Linked DNA regions of Zea mays: region 2 is linked to region 1. The links are chromatin contacts, called in public Hi-C maps. All regions are on one chromosome and are shown on one strand. Each heading gives the region's core, a stretch centred on a gene start, on an enhancer-like site or on the middle of the called end of the contact. The rest is flanking DNA. Distances are from core to core; before and after follow the strand shown. Region 1 holds the start of LOC100383536 (putative STRUBBELIG family receptor protein kinase). Region 2 has its middle 48 kb from the start of LOC100278031.

What was found. Hi-C and Micro-C count contacts between places; a contact is called where the count stands out from the background.
Region 2: a contact with region 1 is called in a Hi-C map of ear, with 2.4 times the contacts expected there. The contact joins the enhancer-like site here to the promoter of LOC100383536 in region 1. A contact is called at or near these places in 6 of 25 Hi-C or Micro-C datasets (bundle sheath, ear, leaf and 1 more).

Annotation. Positions count from the first base shown.
Region 1 is chr5:89,832,062-89,835,445 of Zm-B73-REFERENCE-NAM-5.0, forward strand. LOC100383536 (putative STRUBBELIG family receptor protein kinase) reads right to left here and starts at 1,653. Exons shown (of 17, transcript NM_001176184.2): 1 at 1,238-1,653. The coding sequence starts at 1,358.
Region 2 is chr5:89,922,090-89,925,473 of Zm-B73-REFERENCE-NAM-5.0, forward strand. No RefSeq gene overlaps it. Among protein-coding and RNA genes, the nearest start is that of LOC100278031, 48 kb to the right of the region's middle. Within about 2 kb of position 1,827, at least 16 of the 20 cell types and tissues checked have an H3K27ac peak or open chromatin away from gene starts, as enhancers often do. A contact at or near this core is called in bundle sheath, ear, leaf and 1 more, where this site is marked.

The DNA of each region.
Region 1 (3,384 bases), core at 403-2,902:
CTGAAGCCCAAGTTGCTTTCTACAGGCTGATTGTTCGACTAGAAAGCACCAACTGGTTGTGGCTAGTCAATGATTGGTCATCTGGTCAAGCAACCAGTGACTAGGAAAACTAATTGAATTGCTTCACCTAATCGATGTCCAAGGGCCGATTTGTCGATGAGTTGGTTAATCGAGCAATTTGAAAACATTGATGATGAGGCATAATAAACACAACAAATGCCTCAGTATGCAACCATACTTAATCAAGCAATCTACATGCATACCAAAGGGCTTTATTCGTTAAAGGTTCCAATTACTTCTAACAAAATTCAGAACTGTATATAACATGTATGGAGCACACTGTCATGAACTAATCCTCATTAGTCATTTACATTTTGTATTAACTCAACTCTCTGCTGCCAAGACCTCTGTCTGAAACAGGTACTGAGCGCATTGCCCGCGAAAGCAGTCATTTGGTCTTTTGCCATTCACCAGAAATCCGGCTCTCTGCCACTCTAAGCTCATCCTGTGTGTACACCATTTACCAACTCCTGAGAGTCTGATGAGACTATAAGCTCAAGTGCTCCACCAAGATCAAAGTTCCCAATGTACCACGGCAGCCTTCAAAAAATTGCACTACACATCTATTTGTCCTTGACTATTTTCAACAGCCACTGAATCTCTAGGAAGCAGTCGCGCTCCTCCCCCGTTGCTATCCACGGATGACGACAACAAATTCATAACACAGGAAGCCGATGCCACCAAATCCTTCCAGGACCATAAACATCGCTCTCAATCCCAAGGCCGAAAAGCACAAGCCGATTGCCGCGTATCATCCATCACTTTGGTTGCTTCCGCAGGCATGCGAGCACGAATTCAACGCCTCCATCAACCCCTCAGGTACGAAATCAGTACGCTGTGAACCCGCGCTACCAAAACGGCTGAATCAACCAGCTCAGCAAAATTCAATTCACATTTCTCAGCACCCACCCACCTAATCCGCAGTGCAACAGTACTACACCACCAAAATCAAATCATCTGATTTATAGTGTCAGTACGCATCCGAATTCCATCACCCTCAGCAACAGTAAACTCCAATCATCACTTCACCGCGCAAACAGCGAAACCCAACCAGACAAACATGCAAGCGACCACGAACCAGTCGGCAGCCCGTGCAGGCAGCTGGTGCGTGCAAACTGCCAACTTACAATCAAGCGGAGGAAGTGAGACAAGAAGCGAGCAGAGCAGGGTGGGTTACCGTCGCCGGCGTCGGTGACCGCGCGCGCCAGCCGCGGCAATGTGGCAGCGGCGATCAGCAGCAGGACGAGGACCGGCGCCGCCCCGAGGCGGACGCACCGGCCGCCCCCCGCCGCCCCCATCACTCGGTCGGGGGCCGGACGAACTCTCGCGCCAGCTAACAGCGCAGCGCCACCTCCGCGCAGCAGCACGGACGCATCAGCCGCCGCGGGCGGTGGCGATCGCGGATACCGAGGCGGCTTGCGTAGATCTAGAGAGAGAGAGAGGGTGGGGGAGAGGTGGATTCTCTGAGGTTTGCTTTCCCGGAGCACGATTCTCCCCTTACGCTCTGCCCCCGTCTGTTTTTGTTGGCTTCTAGAATCTAGCTGTAAGGAGTGGAGAGATAGAGAGAGACTGGGAGTGGCGGCGAAGTGAGAGAAAGGCAGCGGAGGAGGGATGGGGGAGCGTCAAGCGTGGGGGAGCAAGCAACGGGCGTGAAAAGATGGAGAGAGAAAGGGTGGGTACTGTGTGGGAGTGCTGACTGGTGAGGTGAGCGGTGGTGAGGAAAGCAGTGGAGGGAAAGCTTTTTTTACGACAAATGTACCCAACTAGTTAATCAAATTTTACTAAAAAGTTTACTTGAAGTCCTAAACAACTGGAGTAATAGTTTATTAGTTCATAGAACTCAGCTATTAATAGCTAACAACCAGTATGAACTCAACTATTAAGAGCTAACAACTACTCAAGTAGTTCACTAATTTTTAGCTAGATATTTTTAAGTCATAGATAACAAGTAGTTCTAATCTATTTAAAATAGGGTCTATTACACCAGTACAAAAGTACCTGCAGCCACTCCCTCAGTTATCTCCCGCAGTCATATTCTTTCCTTTGTGCACCAAAGAAAAGCGCCAACTGTAACGCCTTTCTTTCCCTTGCTCACTTTATCCAACGAACGAGTTTTTTTTATCTTGTCATCGTATCAACGGGATGGAAACGGGTCAGCTGAACTAAAAACCCGCTCACGATCATACTTGTGAGTTTATTTAGGGTGTGTTTGGTTGCATTGACAGAATGGATGGAACCAGATGATCCCTCAAATAAGGTTGTTTGGTTTAGGGTCAGTGGCTGGGACAGGACTATCCAAGTGTTGTCCACAGTTATCTCTCAAAATTAGAGGAATAAGAGAGGACGTCAGGGGACGTCTCTGTCCTGGCTGTCCCGCAACCAAACGCACCCTTAAACCCACCTATAATCATATCTACGAGTGCAATTCCAAACTCTCACCGAACCTGTCGGGTTTAGGTGGATTTCGAATCACTCACGGGTTTTAAATTAGTGTACACTTTTAAATAATAATTCAGCTATAAGCAATTAAATATTGCCGTGGTTTTAGAAATCGGAGAAACAATATAATTTATGTTCGGTGGAGGAGGCTAGCGTGGACTCACACCGAGTGATGAATTAAGTGACTAGAGAGGATTATACTGGTTTAGACTCGCACCCTACGTCCAGTGTAGTGTTGATCGTTGTATTGCTCTTGGAAGCGTGTTATAAAGAGAAGTGTGAGAACGAGAGAAAGGAAGAACTCTGGCTGAATGCCCCTCACACTCTCCTTAGTTTAAAAGAGTAGGGGGCAAAAAAACCGTAATCCGCTACCTAAACCTAAATTATCCGAACCCGATTTTTATTTAAGAATTTCAGATAACAACTTTAAAAACCCAAATTAATTTAGATAATTCGGCTACCATCCTCCGGTACCCGAAATACCCCGAACTCACTACCCATGAGTCGTTTGCTGTTTAGAAAGCGAGTTTTCCATTGTTTTCTAGATAGGGGAGAGAGGGAGTACGTACATTGGTAGCATTGCACATTTTTTTCTTCCTGATCCCGTTGAGTATATTTGATGTACAACTAAAATACTAAATTGCTGGGACTAAGAGGGTGGTTGTTTGAGATTATAATTTGTCTAAATTATATAATTCAATAAATTTTAAACTAAATGTTAGGGGGTGTTTGTTGGGATTATAATCTGTCTAGATTATATAATCTAACAAATTTTGAACTAAGTGTTAGTTTAAAATTTGTTAAATTATAAATCTGGATAGATTATAATCGCAAATAAACATATCTTTAGTTTAAAATTTGTTGAATTATACAATTTGAACAGAT
Region 2 (3,384 bases), core at 577-3,076, 90 kb after region 1:
AAACATTAACGATACTGAATTACATTTAAACCTTCGGCTTGACAGAAGGTAAGAATCCAAGAGTGACGTGCGAGTGAATACAAGTCAGCGTGAATAGTACGGGGGTACTGTTCACCTATTTATAGGCACGGGACACAACCCGGTCAAAATTACATTTATAACCCTGATAACTAATCATGACACAAATCATCAGGAACTAAGCAGTCTTTTCCTTTTTTTTTAAGTCGGTGATGCCCTTCGTCTCAGTCGTGTCATCATGCCGAAGCTCCCTTGATTACAGTTTCGGCATATACCTTCGTGTTGTGCCTGCTTGCATATGGCCTTGCCAAAGGTGTTTTTGCTTAGAGGACCTTCGGCGAAGAAGAAGGCCCCCAAAAGGTGGCGACAATGGAACCCTGGATCTGTGAGAGAATCGTGGCCTCGCCCGACCACGCGCGCGAGTTTGTTGAGCGAGGTGGTCGCGGCAGGGATGACAGGACGTCCCACTGCTCGATGACGGCACCAATCGAGCTAGCACGAGCGAGACCGATAGGTGGGTCCGTGCGACAGAAGCAGGTGCACGGGCAGGCGCGCGTGTGGATACGATCTCTGATGAACGAGCTAGACCCGTCAGGGAGAGTGACACGGTGGTTCAACTGTCAAGCGGGCCCATGCGGTCGGTGTCGCGTTAGTGGATTGGGCCACGCGGGTGTGTGCCGAGTTGGGCCATGGGATGAGGAAGTGGCCCAGTGAAGGTAAGCTTTTCCTTTTCCTTTTTCTTTATTCTTTTTTCCTTTTTATATTTCAAATTCGAATTTGATTCTAGTTCACCTCAAAATTCTAAAACGCATCAGAACATGTTTTGCATAAATATTTTGTTTATTCTTTTAATATTTGTTTATTCATGCATATTTTAAACTACATAGTTAATAAAAGGAATATCCCACTTGTTTTAAAACACATGAGAAATCTTCTTGTTATTATATACCTAAATCATATGTCTCATCTATTATTACATAATTTTATACTAAAGGGTAGTTTTATCTCAACCTATCTAGAGAATATCTTCAATTATTTTATCCCAAAAGAAGAATTTAACTCATAATTCTTCTATAATTTAATTTCTAAGTATCTTTTATTTTAGTCCTTTATTTACGAAATATATTTATTTTGGGACATTTTTACTTATAAATTCTAAAGTAGAATTTTAGGTGTTACAACATGAGAACTAGAATTGTTGATATTTGTTTATGTTGTTGTTTAATTTGTATTATTAACTATTATCACCTCCGCATCAACGCGGGAAAAGGAGTTGGAATTTGTGGGGAAAGGCCCATGAGTAGGAGGTGTTTGGTTCCTCTTACTAAAATTTAGTCTCTATCATATGATGTTTGAATACCAATTATATGTATTAAATATAATCTAACTGTAAAACTAATTACAGAGATAAAGACTAAACATCGAGACAAATTTATTAAACATAATTAATGCATGATCCGCTCGTATTATGCTAGTAAACATTTGCTAATTAATCATGGATTGATTAACCATAATAAATCAGTTTTGTCATTTAGGAGTAATCTTTATTTGTGCAATCAATTTTATAATTATTCTATATTTATCCATAATTGGCATTCAACATTTTACGTGACACAAACTGAATTTTGCTCAGGGAACCAACCAAGTTCTGAAAATGTGGTGTGCGGCTTCTGGATTTGCGGGTCGTTGTCAATTTTTTTTATTATCCCCGCGCGGCACAATTGATGATGGAACTGGGGGCAGCCGAACAGGGGAGTGGGGGCCCTGCTGACGTAGAGCTCGGATGGATCCATTTGGAGTTTGGCAGCGTTCGCGTGCGGATCGTCGGTGCACGTTTTCCTCTTTTCGCCCGTCGCCTATGCTTCCGTACAGGATAGTACTGCTCCGTCTTTCATTCACATCAACAATTTTCTTTTGGAGGACAGAACAATCATAGGAAAGACATAGGTAATAGTCAGAGGGCGAAGTTTCACCATTCGAGTGCAACAGCAAGCAGAAAGCCACACCGCCCTGCGACTGCGACGGCGGTGGCTGGCGGCAAGCGCGGCCGACGAGCCGTTCCTTTCCGTCGCCTTGGCCCACTCTCGCTCGACTTTGCTCGTGGATTTAGACTAAATTATCATCTAAAAATATTCTTCTTCCTTTTATAGTACGCTCTAAAAGATTACATTATCTATATTTTTATTATCTTCAACAACATCTTTTAATTCCGGTCCTCTATATCTATAATGTTTACTGATTTCATTTCACAAATATATTGTTTATCGGTAGTTAAAACAACACTACATATGTTGAGAAATTAAAATACGCTATACAGTACATATTGATTTTATAGTGAAGTTAATATTAGTTCATATTTAAGCAAATAGTTTACGAGACATTTGTATTATTTTTTCCCAATTCGTATATGCAATAAAAACAATTCTTTCTACGCTATAAAAAATGAATTAGGAACATGATTATAATAATTGCATTTTGCAACCTACATTAGTAATCGTTTTTCATAACGAAAAAACTACCGTCTATGTCCATGTCTATATACGTATTGGATATAAACTGATAATACTAATATAATAATCTCAGTTAGCAAAAGTGTTGCTACCATTAGGTTTACACAAAAAAGATTAAAATTAACCGCTGAGACGAACAACAATTTAAGAGCGGGCTCTAGGCTGAGCCGACGGATAGCACGCGCACGAAGACCCTCTACATTTAGCGTTCGTTCGCCGTAGACAATTTATATTTTACCGATCTAGTATCTTGTTAAAAACGATAGCTAATGTTTCATACGTTAAATTTAGAGTACATAATCATTTAACTCGTTGAAGACATTCTTAGCTGCAGGTACAGGCGTACAGTACAGGAAGCCCTCAACGAAGTTCGAACCACGGGCCCTCGCCACTGGCCATCCAGCAGTCACACGAACAGCATAATCACTGATTCTCCAGAACATGACTGTGCAGTGCAAGCGCGTACAAAAATAAAAGACAATGGATGCACTAGTACTGTACGCATTTGGTAATTTGTATACATGTACCTTGGCACATTACATTTACAGCGCATGGGAGATTAAGTTGCGATCGGCCATTAACTTAAAATATTATGTCATAGTAAGGCCTTACTAAAAATTAGTCTATTTAATTTAGTCTCATTAGTTCCTAAATTGCCAAACAGTTAGATTAAAACAGTGACTAAACTATTTTAGTCTCTAGTTCCTTAAGTGATGACTAAAGTAGACTAAACTATATTAATTCTATCATTTGCCCCTCATTTATTTCAGTTTGACTAATATCAAGAGAATGTTAAGAAGCATTTTGGCATTCTAAATACTTTTATTCTTTGGAACTAAACATGGTAGAGAGTAGA